2 separate regions of the Sus scrofa genome follow, and region 2 is linked to region 1. A link is a contact called in public HiChIP or PLAC-seq data. All regions are on one chromosome and are shown on one strand. The core of a region is the stretch at or near the end of the contact, and the rest is flanking DNA. Distances in the headings are between cores, read along the strand shown. Region 1 overlaps DOCK4 (dedicator of cytokinesis protein 4). Region 2 overlaps DOCK4 (dedicator of cytokinesis protein 4).

What was found. HiChIP or PLAC-seq counts read pairs in DNA pulled down with a chosen protein or histone mark.
Region 2: an H3K27ac HiChIP or PLAC-seq map of alveolar macrophages shows a contact between it and region 1. The contact joins two enhancer-like sites.

What each region holds. Positions count from the first base shown.
Region 1 is chr18:33,463,072-33,469,588 of Sscrofa11.1, reverse strand. The region is part of intron 1 of DOCK4 (dedicator of cytokinesis protein 4); the gene reads right to left. Among named protein-coding and RNA genes, the nearest start is that of DOCK4, 43 kb to the right of the region's middle. Within about 2 kb of position 2,503, at least 39 of the 83 cell types and tissues checked have an H3K27ac peak or open chromatin away from gene starts, as enhancers often do. A contact at or near this core is called in alveolar macrophages, where this site is marked.
Region 2 is chr18:33,678,359-33,684,875 of Sscrofa11.1, reverse strand. The region is part of intron 12 of DOCK4 (dedicator of cytokinesis protein 4); the gene reads right to left. Among named protein-coding and RNA genes, the nearest start is that of DOCK4, 260 kb to the right of the region's middle. Within about 2 kb of position 3,910, at least 1 of the 83 cell types and tissues checked has an H3K27ac peak or open chromatin away from gene starts, as enhancers often do. A contact at or near this core is called in alveolar macrophages, where this site is marked.

The DNA of each region.
Region 1 (6,517 bases), core at 1,254-3,753:
CTGTCCTACTTCCTCTTATCAAAACATGCCTTTGGCTTCCATATTTCTTTTGCTCTGTTTCCTCCCTGACAATGATATCCTGCATCTGTGAATGAAAGTCTCACACATCTGTTGAGATCCAGCACATGAATGACCCCCACCTCCTCCAGAAGCCTTCCTTATCCCAATAAACAATCCCTTCCCTACTTTCCACAAAATAAAGTCACGTATTTCAGATGACTGTGCACACATCTCTTCTTGGTGCAACAGTAAGCTTCCACAGCAAGGATTGTGTATCACACTTGCGGACAGCTGTCCACCAACCACCACCATGCACCTGCATTCAGAGCAGTGCTCCATCAACACGTGACTCCAGGAACCATGCCTCCATGCCTCAGTTCATCTGCAAAAGTACCCTCCTGTGCTGCTTCTCTCAAAGGGCTTTGTGTATTTCAAATGGGATAATAAAATCTTTCTGTGAAAACCCTACAAATTGCATTGGTAGGATAACGTAATTGGAGAGGCAGATGTGCCTTCAGACAGTCCCAGAGACCCAAACGAGGCCCTATGTTCTCAAGTTCTGGGGACTAGACCACCATAGGAATTCAAGGACGGCATGGACCATTGCAGGCTTCATGGGAACCCTGGGCAAAGTTCTCTTAGAGAGGAGGATTTGAGGGAGCTATAGATTCCCAAATAAAAGAGGAGCAGCTCAGATGAGGATGTTACCAAGCCCGCCTGGTAATGTCTCTCTGAAACATTTCTGCATCTCCTAGTAAATCATCAAGAATCTGAACATGGCAGTCAGGGGTTCCTTAGAAATCTTCTCAACAGCCCTGGGTGGCCTCCTCAAAGAGGCACCTCCATTTCCCCAGCCAGAGGCCAGTGGCCACCGCAGGAAGGGAAACAGAATGTTCCTTCAGTGGGGAACCACAATACATGGGTTAAATTTTAGCTTTCTATACACTTTTCCTTCTAAATGACTTGCTTGTACTTAGCTATGGCCTCTATTAAAGAGCCTATCATTGCATTCAGCAGTCTGCATTTCACAACTTTTTCCAAGCTTATCAGATATTTTCGTGAGCCAACATGAACTCTGGATTCTGTGAAGCAGGACCAAGGCCCACGATCGGGAGCACCACTGTGATCCTGCACTTCCTCCCACACAGACATTTAAATAATTCTTGCCGGGGGACAGAAAGAATTGACACGTAAAGTGAATCACAGGGTTTTAATAATTAAAAAAACTGCTTTGAAGGCAGACATGCACAGAAAAGGCCTAACAGTGACAAATTTCCTATTGTTTCCTTTCCTGTTATGTCTACTTGGTGATAGCTGGCTAGTCTTCAAAAACATCCCATACACAAATATTTCTAGACTCTTTGTGTAGCATACTTAGTCCTACCTGTCTAAGTCCAAAACATAAGAAAAGAATAAGGAACCACTTCTGTGAACTAGTAAGCTGGCTGGTCTTGTTTAGAAAACTGAACAGCGCACATGCCTGTTGAAGAATCCGAGTCAGACAATTTCTTTCACTTTACCATGTAAGCTGCTAGTTAACAGCACGAAACAATCTGGCTAGGCACAGAAGGAAAAAAAAAAAAAAGGCTCAATACATCTTTTATGCCTGGCATGGGGAAAACTAATGGAAGGTTACATTTCCTACAAATTCTAATTAGACTAGAAAGGTAAATCAGAGGATTGTGCTTTGATCCTGGAATCTGTCTTTATCGTAGTATCAACCTGTGTAACACAAAAGCAGCTTATTAATCCTGCATTCCAATTTCACACAGCAGAGCCTTTTAGGGTAAAACAAAACGCTGACTGTCTGGAGAGACCGGGCTAATTTATGTGATGGAAGGGATGCTTTATTTATGGGAGGAAGGTAGGTTAAGCTCTCCTGGGGATAACAACTTTAACTCTGGAATAGTCTCTCTGGACCACTTAAGCAATATCAATAGTTCACTTACGACACTTACACATCTTGGTTAATGTGGCATAGCAAAACCAGAGGACCTTTATGCCAAAGCAATTTTTTCCTCTGTGACTGTTAAGAAAAGGATGCCAAAAGCTTTCATCCTGAGCATGCTAACTAAAGAGTACAGTATATCGAACTCGTATTGCAACACCCACCCAGACTGATTTCAACTTTTCTTTTAAGATTTGGAGGGTGGAAAGAGGGTACATCGGTACCACTGTGATGGTGAAAAAGCTAGTGGAAAAAGGTTTCCTTTCCATTACACTATAGGTATTAAAAATGTGATTTAAAATGACAGTGTACTTTTTTAATGTAATGCCATTTTTATTTTGCATGTTTCCAAAGAGGGTAACTCCAAATAGTGTGAAATCTTATTTATCTGGCATCAAGAGAGTGGCTCAGGAGGAGTGGTTTCCTGAATAACAAACACTCTGCCATTCAATTGCCTGGAGTGGAAGAGTCTCTCCTGCCAGCACTCTTCCCCTCTGGTGCCTCCCCTCCTCCACTCTGTCCTGGCTGGGCTGTCACTCATGGTAGCCCAGCCCCATGGCCTCAGAGGAAACATGTGACACAGACTGGACCAATCAGAGCCAGCACCCCCTGGATATGGTGGTACATCTAGAAGTAGGCATGTGACCCAAACAGGATCTGTGTCCTTTCACTTAGTTTTGTGTACAGACATCAGGAAGAAGAGGATCTGTTTTCTTCTTTATCTAAAAGCCCCAATCTTGGAGATACAGAGCAAAAGTAACAGAGCCCTAAGAAATTACACTAACCCTCCTTACCACTGCTTTGCCCCAAGTTAGTAATGCCTTTGAACTTCTAGTTACATGTTTTCAAGATGTGTTTTTATCACTGTCCAGACTTCCTGTGATTTAAAGTTTACCTGGTATTACAAGAAAACTTGCCAAAACAAACTGCATGCTTCTCTACATTACAGAAAGGGGGGAAAAGCTACAATAAACATCATTTAACCTTTTTTTATTGATCTAGTCACTTACATAGTAACATAGATAGTCTCAAGGGCTAAAGTATTATCCAGGGATACTTGACTCTTGACTAAATAAGTCAATACCACTTTGTAGCAGATTCCTGCCTTTGTTACACTGTAAGCAATATAACACTGCCTGAGCCTGTAGGGGCCAGATGTGAATTTATCCTCCCCAGTAGCTGCTTCTACCACCACATCCCAGGACAACAGATCATTTACAGACCAGAAACCATTTACTAAAGAGGAATAAATTAAGACACGACAAGCTAGTTGTTGTGAATGACTAATCATACCCTGTCCTTTGTTGCACAAGGAATGGAGCTTCACTCAAGTTACAAGATAAATAAACTAAGGGACAGGAAGTACACTTTACACAAATGTAGCCACTCCAACAGAGCCTAGACCCACCCCTGGCATTCTGCACCATCCCCACCCCACCCCAACCCCACTTTTGTTTTTCTCTGCACAAAACACTCCATCCTCACCACTGCCCGGGCCAATGGTAGCCCTTGTTGCCTGCATCCTCTAATGGGTACCCTTCTCTGAGCTGTGAGTCATCTTTCCCACAGCCTACTTTCCAAGGGTAACTTCCTGGAAGAGGAATGAAATCTAGCTCTTCTTTGTGAGCTAGACCAACAACCCAACATCATGCCAGTATCAGCTGATGGAGGAACATCTCTGGCTTGTGTGTCTATTCTGAACACAATAAGCGGTAGCCAAAGAGAGGTCCCTTTGATTTGTTTATCCATTATTTATTTAACAAACATTGACAGAGAACTTAGTGGAGGCAGATGCTAAGTGCTTTACAAACATTCATTAAATTAATACTTATAAGAAACTGATGAGGTAGGTGCAGTTATTAGCCCATTATACAGATGAGAAGACTAAGGAATATAGAAGTAAACAACTGCCCCAAGGTTGGCCGTCTATAGTGGAACCAAGATGAGACTGTCTGGGGGCAGTTTATACTATTAACCACTGTGCCACAGAAAATTTCGTAATCAGGACTGCATGAAGCTAGGAATGCACATTCTGAAATGAGTTCAGTACACATTCATCCATCTGTTCATTCGATCAAATTTTTGGAGCATCTTTTAAGTGTCAGGCCCATTTTAGTCTGTGAGGAGATAGCAGTGAACAAAACACACGAAAAACTTGCCTTGAAGGAGTTTATATTTGATTGTATTAAGATTAACTTGCTCATCTTTATTACGCAGCATACTCAGTGTCCTTTAAATTTACACCTTTATTGTGATGGTACAGCCTATATACAGCCATGTTAATAAGGCACGCATTTTAGACTTTTGGAAAACTGAGTAAGAAACAATACTCCGAGTTATTGCTCTCTAACCTGTCTGGGTTATTCATTCACTCTGTGCCAGGAACTATACTCAGTGTGCATTCCTTCATTTTACATATATGCTCCAAGCCTGTGTGCTCTTCCTAAAGTTCAAAAGATGGATGTATAGCTGCTCAGTCCAATTCTGGAACTGTCCTGAGATCCTGTCTCAGGCTCAAAATTTTCAATTAATTAAAAAAAAAATCTTTCTATTAAGCGTGCCAGGCAATGTGCTAACTTCACCACATACTTCACTTCATTTAATGTTCACGGCTATTCTAAGGTGGGTACTATTACTCCTTTATTCAGATGAGAAAGTTAAGGCTCAAACACCTAGTAAGTGGCAAGGCCAGAAAACAAACTGGGATCTGCTTGAGCTCCACTACAGACTATTGGGAAAATGTCACCCATTGGGACAAAGGACAAAGGACTATCAGTTAAGGCATAAAAAAATCTTTATCTTTCTAAACACTAGCATCAGCATAAACTGCCAAATTAGTTTTAACGTGAACTTACTAATACTAATATTAATTAATGTTAACTAATATTAAGCAGGGTATTAGGGCTTCTGCTTCAATCATAGGGCTTCAGTCTATGACTACAAACAAAACTTGTCCATTACATGGTCTATAAAGTGGATTTCTTTCCTTGGATAATAAACTCCAGTGTGAGAATTATTACTCCCTTCTCTTAATGGATACTTAAATATAAAGTTTATTTCTTAAAGTAACATGAGAAAAAAAAAATCAAGAAGTTCATATCCTTCTCTGAGAAACTGAATTAAGCATAGGATAAATTCTGTTAGAAGTAGGCCAAGGTAAAAGAGAATATTTAGAAATCATTCAATAACACAAAGGTGATCAAAGAACCCTGCTACTTAAACATCCCTTTCACACGGCTCATCCTGTGCAAGCTTTGAACGCCGCTGGACCCCTCCTTGAAGTAACTGCCATCTTCTGGTATCTGTAGCACGGTCACAACCTACTCTATCACTACTACTGCTATTCAGAAAGTAAAGAGAGCATCTCTACAGCCATTTCTGTCATAGCGTTTCTCCCTTTCCAAGAGGAAAACCACATGCTAGCTTTCTTCTTTTTAATATTCCGTGTATGAGAGGCAAAGAAAGTTAGGCGCTTTTAAATACCACTATCCATTACACAACCTGAACCAGGCAACCTGGGAAACAAAAAGGCAAGTTTTAAGTATAAAATAACCTAGCTGATAAAACTATGCCATTAAAGAGGAAAAGCAAAGTGTTTTGTTCTTCAAAGCAACCACTCTGGAAGTCTGAAACGATTACTTTAGCCATATCTTGTCACTAGAGATGTCTTCAGAGCCTACAGTGTATTTCAAGTCAAATCCTTTAAGAAGGAATGTGATTTTTTTTTTTTTTTCCTTTCTGCTGCATTGTGAAGTTTCTGGGGCCAGGGACTGAATCCAAGCCAGGGCTGTGACCTACACCGCAGCTGCAGCAATGTTGACACCTGAACCCACTGCACTGATCCAGAAATCAAACCGGTGCCTCCACAGAGACAGGCCAGATCATTAACCTACCGAGGCCACAGCAGGAACTGCCAAAAAGGATATGACTTAAATTGAAATCTCAATTCTCTCAAAAGAATAGGGTATAGCAATCCACCTAGAACACTAAAAGTTAAAAAAAAAAAAAAACTATGACCTTATTAGGCTATAATAAATTCCTCTGTTTTCAGAGGAATGGGCAGAAGACTAAACAGACATTTTTCCAAAGAGAAAACTCAGATGGCCAACAGGAGTTTGGAGTTAGTAGATGCAAACTATCACATTTAGGATGGATAAACAATGAGTCATACTGTTTAGCACAGAGAACTATATCCAGTCTCTTGGGATAGACCACGATGGAAAAATGACATAAAAAAGAGAATGTATATGCATATGTGTATATATGTGTATATATATATATATATATATATATGACTATGTCGCTTTGCTGTACAGCAGAAATTGGCACAATATTATACATCGATGATACTTTAATAAAGAAAAAAAGAAGCACAGATATAGAAAACAAACTAGTGGTTATCATTGGGGAGAGGGAATGGGGGAGTGGCAATATAGCAGTAGGGGATTAAGAAGTACAAATCGTTAGTTATAAAATAAGTTACAAGGATATACTGTACAACACAGGGACTATAGCCTATATTTTATACTAACCATAAATGGAGTACAACTTTTAAAAATTATGAATCAC
Region 2 (6,517 bases), core at 2,661-5,160, 210 kb before region 1:
AGACCTGAATAGACATTTTTCCAAATAAGATATACACATGGCCAAAAGACACAGGAAAAAATGCTCAACATCACTAATTATAGAGAAATGCAAATCAAAACTACAACGAAGTACCACCTTACACCGGTCAGAACAGCCATCATTAACAAGTCAGGAAATAACAAATGCTGGAGAGAGTATGGAGAAAAGGGTACCTTCCTACACTGTTGGTGGGAATGTAAGCTGGTACAACCACTGTGGAAAATAGTATGGAGGTACCTCAGAAAACTTAATATAGACTAACATATGACCTAGCAATCCCACTCCCAGGCATATTTCCAGACAAAACTATCACTGAAAAAGATACATGCATCCTATCATGCATGTAGTGGAATACTACTCAGCCATAAAAAAGAACAAAATAATGTCATTTTGCAGCAACACAGATGGAACTAGAGATCCTCATACTAAGTGAAGTAAGTCAGAAAGAGAAAGACAAATGCCATATGCTATCACTTATACAGGGAATCTAATATATGGCACAAATGAACCTATCTACAGAAAAGAAACAGACTCATGGGCATGGAGAACAGACTTGTGGTTGCCAAGTGGGAGGGCGAGGGAGTGGGAGGGACTGGGAGTTTGGGGTTGGTAGATGCTAACTATTGCATTCGGAGTGGACAGGCAATGAGATCCTGCTGTATAGCAGAGGGAACTACATCCAGTCACTTGTGATGGACATGATGGAGGATAATATAAGAAAAAGAATGTATATATATATATATTTTTTTCACATTCTTGTGAATATAAGAATTTGCAAAGTGACTGGGTCACTTTGCTGTACAGCAAAAATTGACAGAACATTGTGAATCAACTGTAATTTTAAAAAATATTTTAAAAAAGAAAGATAGGGGACGAAGGGTAAAACCTAATTGCTAGGACTTCTACACTTGAACCACAAATTATTAACAGAGTGAGATTTCAGCAAAACTTCCTAAAGATGATATTATTATATTTTTCATAAATTCATCTTCAATAAAATCTACTCATTTCTGAAATCCTCAGACTTCATTATTATCAGAGGAGGGATTTTTACTTCTCTTCCCTTCTATGTGCTTGATTTATCAGATTGCTCATCTGAGTTTTGCTTTGGGTACTAGAATATTCTACGCTGTGTCTTTAAGGTAAGGTAACTGACTTTTAAAATAAAACTCTAGAAGCATACATAACTTCCAGGGGTACATCCTGGCTGAAGCAAGCAGTAAAACCTTGAAAGGATCAGGCCAGGCGTTTATAACTGAGAGGTCAGATGCAGGGTCTCAGGGCTTCTGGAACAGAGGAGAGAAAGGAAGCCAAATGTCTAGTAGGAGTGGTGTCAAGTGAGACAACACTGCTGGAAAATGAGTCAACTGAGCAAAACACAGAGACACTGGGAAGAGATGAGAGTGCAGAAATGGGCTAGGTTAGATGAAGAAATAAAATGGGAGCCGTGATAGAATTATAGGCCTTCTGAAAGGTAGGCTCATTACACAATGCAGGGCGCTAGCAGCTCAGAGCCTCCACCCAGCAGGACAACTATCTTTTTTAACACTGGCATATTGAAAACCTAGACACTTACGTCGTTAATGTCACGGCTGCTCAAATCTGGTGATGTTTCTCCTCTTTAGGATGCACTTTGAAAACCAATTTAAGAGGGGGAAAAAAGTACTACTCTCCTTTCTAAATAGTCATAGCTTGATTTCTGATTTTCAGCCAGTATTATTTAATTTGTGAAATGTCTATTGCTAAACACTTCCTTAAACTGAGGAAATAAAAACTTAAATTTTAAGGCAAGGCAAGACAAATTTAAAACATAAAATATTTCTTTGCACTTCTGGGTCCATTCCCTCCCCTCTGGCTTGTATGTTGAATCTGCACTGTGCATTAACCAGACCTCCCTAATGGCAGGAATACCTGCTCAACCATAAAGATCGGTTTTTCTTCTTCTCAAGCTAGCCATGTAATTCTTTAGAAGATAACATTTCTTTCTCAGTCCTATAAGGTACCCACCACTCACCTTGCATGTATAAATACCTGTGGCGAACTTTATCCACAATGCCAATATATCACTTCTTTTTAAAGAGAACAGTTGGTATAGCTAAGAGATGGTCAGATAATCTGAGGAGATACTGGACCTCACCTACTTGCGGTTCTTAGCTTAAATACTCACTTATCACACATGCACTTGTATGTTCATTGCAGCACTATTCAAAATAGCCAAGTCATGGAAACAACCTAAATGTCCACCAACAGATGAATGGATTAAGAAGATGTGGTATATATACACAATGGAATACTACTCGGCCATAAAAAAGATCAAACTAACGCCATTTGCAGCAACATGGATGGAACTAGAGACTCTCATGCTAAGTGAAGTCTGAAAGAGAAAGACAAATACTGTATGATATCACATATCTGGAATCTAATATATGGCACAAATGAACCTTTCCACAGAAAAGAAAATCATGGACTTGGAAAAAAGACTTGTGGTTGACAAGGGGGAGAGGGAGGGAGTGGGATGGACCAGGAGTTTGGGGTTAATAGATGCAAACTATTGCCTTTGGAATGGATAAGCAATGAGATCCTGCTGTATAGCACTGGGAACTATATCTAGTCACTTATGATGGAGCATGAGAATGTGAGAAAAAGGAATGTATAGGTAGGTGTACATGTGACTGGGTCACCTTGCTGTACAGTAGAAATTTGACAGAACACTAAACTAGCTATAATGGAAAAATATAAAAATCATTAATAAAAAAATACGTATGAACTTTATGTTACTAGCTGTACAGGATTATTGTTTCTTGCATTAGCAAATGTATGACTGAGCCTCAGATAAAATTAATGATGATTAGGTGACTTGAAACACTTGATCAAATATACAGTCCCATAAGATCAATGATTGTAATGGTATAACTCTAGATATGGGAAGAAGCAACAAGGGGGAACCATTTCCTAGACTACAACAGACTAATAAGACAGGCAGTTGACAGGCTTTTGCTACTGTTAACAGAACCTTGTCTAGTAAGAGCACACTGAGTGGCTTACCAACAAAATCTCTGCCTGACCTGGAATGCGCATTCTCAGCACCATAGGACAAACTGGTCACAAAATACCTCCCAAAGCCTGGTCAAAATTAAGACCAAAAGGAAAAGGATTATGAAACAGAGAATGCTGCTCACCATCCAGTTCTACAAGAATTAAGTCCTCAGCTACTGCAGTGGCTGAACAACAGCACAGAGCAAAGATCAGGATGAGGCACTCTGTGCTCTGGGAAAACCAGCAGAACTGGTCCTCAAAGGGTCAGATATTTTCAGGAAAAAATTTTATGAACCCAAGTTCTTGCATCTTTCCATACTTAGACAACTTCTAAAACCATCACCTAAGACATGTGTACCTCAAGAGCAGCAGTAACCTTCTACCGAGACGTGTGCTTGACCGCACACGCCCCTGTCAGAATCACGTCGATCCTGACCACCCTGAGCTCTCACCCCATCTTCTGCCTTCACCTCTTGGGAGCAGTTCTCTGACCTCTCTGAGACTGTCTCCTGGCTCATAATCCTCTGGTTGGCTTGAAGGAGATTTCCCACTTCTTTCTTAGACTGGCCATAATTTTTTTTTCATCTGCAAACTTAACTCTTAAAGGGTGCAATTTTGACACCACAGAGGATAAATCAAAGACTCTGAAAATCACTTCCTCACCTTCTGAAAATCATTTCCCTGAGATCTTTGAATACATAACCCTATCCATTGGGATGCCTACTTCCTCACACGTAAAAGGTATGATAAATATGAGCAAATAACCCTGTAATTTTAACTACTAGCCCATAGATCTACTATTTCAAAGTCTTGGGAAGGCTTTTATGTTTGCTTAAAGAAGTGGTTAGCCCGTGGCTAAGAGTTATTGAGGAAGTACGACTGAAGTAATGTGTAAGTCATGGGATATCAAACTAAGGGACAGACAAGACATCTGAAATTGTTTACTTTCACTGAGTCTTAACCAGAAAAGAAATTTATTGACCAGAAATGAGAGATGAAGAGGGACCCACTGGTACAGAGTGGAAGCTCTAACTGCAGAAGTGGATGAAACCATTCAGAGGGAATTAACATTTCCTTTTAGCAAAGGCGATTTTTGACCTTAAAGTTTCCATCTTTATTCGGATTTGAGATATTAATATTTCAGTGGTATACATGGAGAATTAAGGTTAAAAAAGTTGTTTGTTTGATTTCTACTATAACTATTACTTACTTATTTGCAATTTTTTCAAGATCTGAAGCACATGGCAAGCCATTGGTTAAAAACTACTTTTTAAAAATGAATATAAGCATAATAACATACGAGTGTAATTTAATATCTGATTATTTTAACTTATTGAAATACTTGCCATAAACGGCAAATTTTTTCTGTGTAGCCAATCTTCCAAATAGTATTGCTAGTGATTATATCTAAATTAGCAAAATATAATTAAAAGAATAAAATTGGCTCCAATCACTACTTCCATTAGTTTATAGTTTGGGTTTGTGTCTTTTTTAAGTCAAACATCTTAAAGCATATTTTAGTACCATATTTTGAACTATATCCTTTTTCTTCACTGTCATGAAAAGAGAATGGCTGAAAGGAAATTAAAAAGATATGACAACTGCATGCAATACATCCTGAGTTTCTTTTGTTACAACGGACATTGAGCAAACTGTCAAAATCTGAATAAGATCTATAGATTAGATAAGAATAGTTTATCAATATTAGCTTCCTGATTTTGATCATTGTATTGTAGTTATGTTGCCATGTCCTCGAGTAAGCAGGGGCAGAGGGGAATAATTCTTTCAATTTGTTCTTAAACAGCTTAGGTGGAAAAAGTACATGTGTACGATATACATGTATGTGGGTGTTTATATATGTATGTGTATATGTGTGTATATATATACATATGTATGTATAAACTTCAGGAGCACTGATGCAATCCTTAAGAATTCAGTAATATTAAAGAGTCTATATAATATACAACATACAATTATACACGTATGTATCATATATATATAAAGCATGTGTCTGTGTATCTGTATACAGAGAAAGAGAGAGAAGTATAAAGCAGATACAGTAAAACGCTAACTTCTGAGAACTTAGGAGTTTTTTTTTTGTTTTTTGTTTTTTTGCTTTTAGGGCCACACTTGTGGCATATGGAAGTTCTCAGGCTAGGGGCTGAATCAGAGTTCCAGGTGCCAGCCTACACCACAGCCACAGCAACACGGAATCCGAGCTGTGTCTGTGACCTACACCACAGCTCACGGCAACGCTGGATCCCCGACCCACGGAGCGAGGCCAGGGATCAAACCTGCATCCTCTTGGACACTAGTCAGATTTACTTCCATTATCAACAGGGACTCCCAACTTAGGAGTTTTTTGGTACTATTCTTGCAGCTTTACTGAAAGTAAAATTAATTGAAAATTAAAAACTCTAAAAATAGAAAGAGTGTGGCTTAATAATTAGGAAATTCCAAAAGTGAGCAAAAAGGTCACATACTATATGTCTAGCCAATAGGCGGTGCCAATAAGTACAAGTGTTCTCTCTTTCTTTCTTTTTTTTTTGGCCGCACCTGGTATTCAGAGACTATGGGGCCAGGAATCAAACCAACACCATAGCAGGGAGTCCAGCTACAGCAGTGACAATGCTAGATCATTAACCCTCTGAGCCACCAGGGAACTTCAGTACTAGTGTTCTTTAGACAACAGTAGAAAGAAAAGTTACTAAATGCAATGTTCAAAAATCAAGAGCATTGACACTATCATTAAGAATTACACCAGGATGGGAGTTCCTGTCGTGGCACAGTGGTTAACGAATCCGACTAGGAACCATCAGGTTGCAGGTTTGATCCCTGGCCTCACTCAGTGGGTTAAGGATCTGGCATTGTGGTGAGTTGTGGTGTAGGTCGCAGATGCAGCAAAACATACAGTGGACACGAATGCAACCACAAAACTCAGCTTACTAAGTCAAAAAGCAGATTGTAGAAATGAACTGATTAGCAAATGTGATTCTTCTAGTTGTAAGCTACATGTGCAAATGATAGGAAATAAGATTCATAAATACACAGATAATACGAAAATACTCTGAAGTTTCTCTTAGAACATACATACTGAACTGGAGCCAAGGATTTTTACACAATTTATTTCAGGTCGTAGAACTGAATGTGTTTCAAATAGTACTGGCTCAGTCCTAATTCACATTCCTAGAATTCAACTGCTAATGTCTATCAGAGGTGATGCTTATAATAATCATTTGCTCAACAAGCCTAAACCAGGCTCATTTTCATGACTATTTTTAGAATTTCAAATTCTCACAAAATTATTTACGGATTTTAAAAATCCCCTAAAGTACAACTTTGGAACTCTCAAACTACCCAACCTAACTAGATCTAACCACAGAGATACATTAATTCAATTATATTTTTATCTTTAAAAGTTAAATGGGGAGTTCCCATTGTGGCTCAGTGGAAATGAATC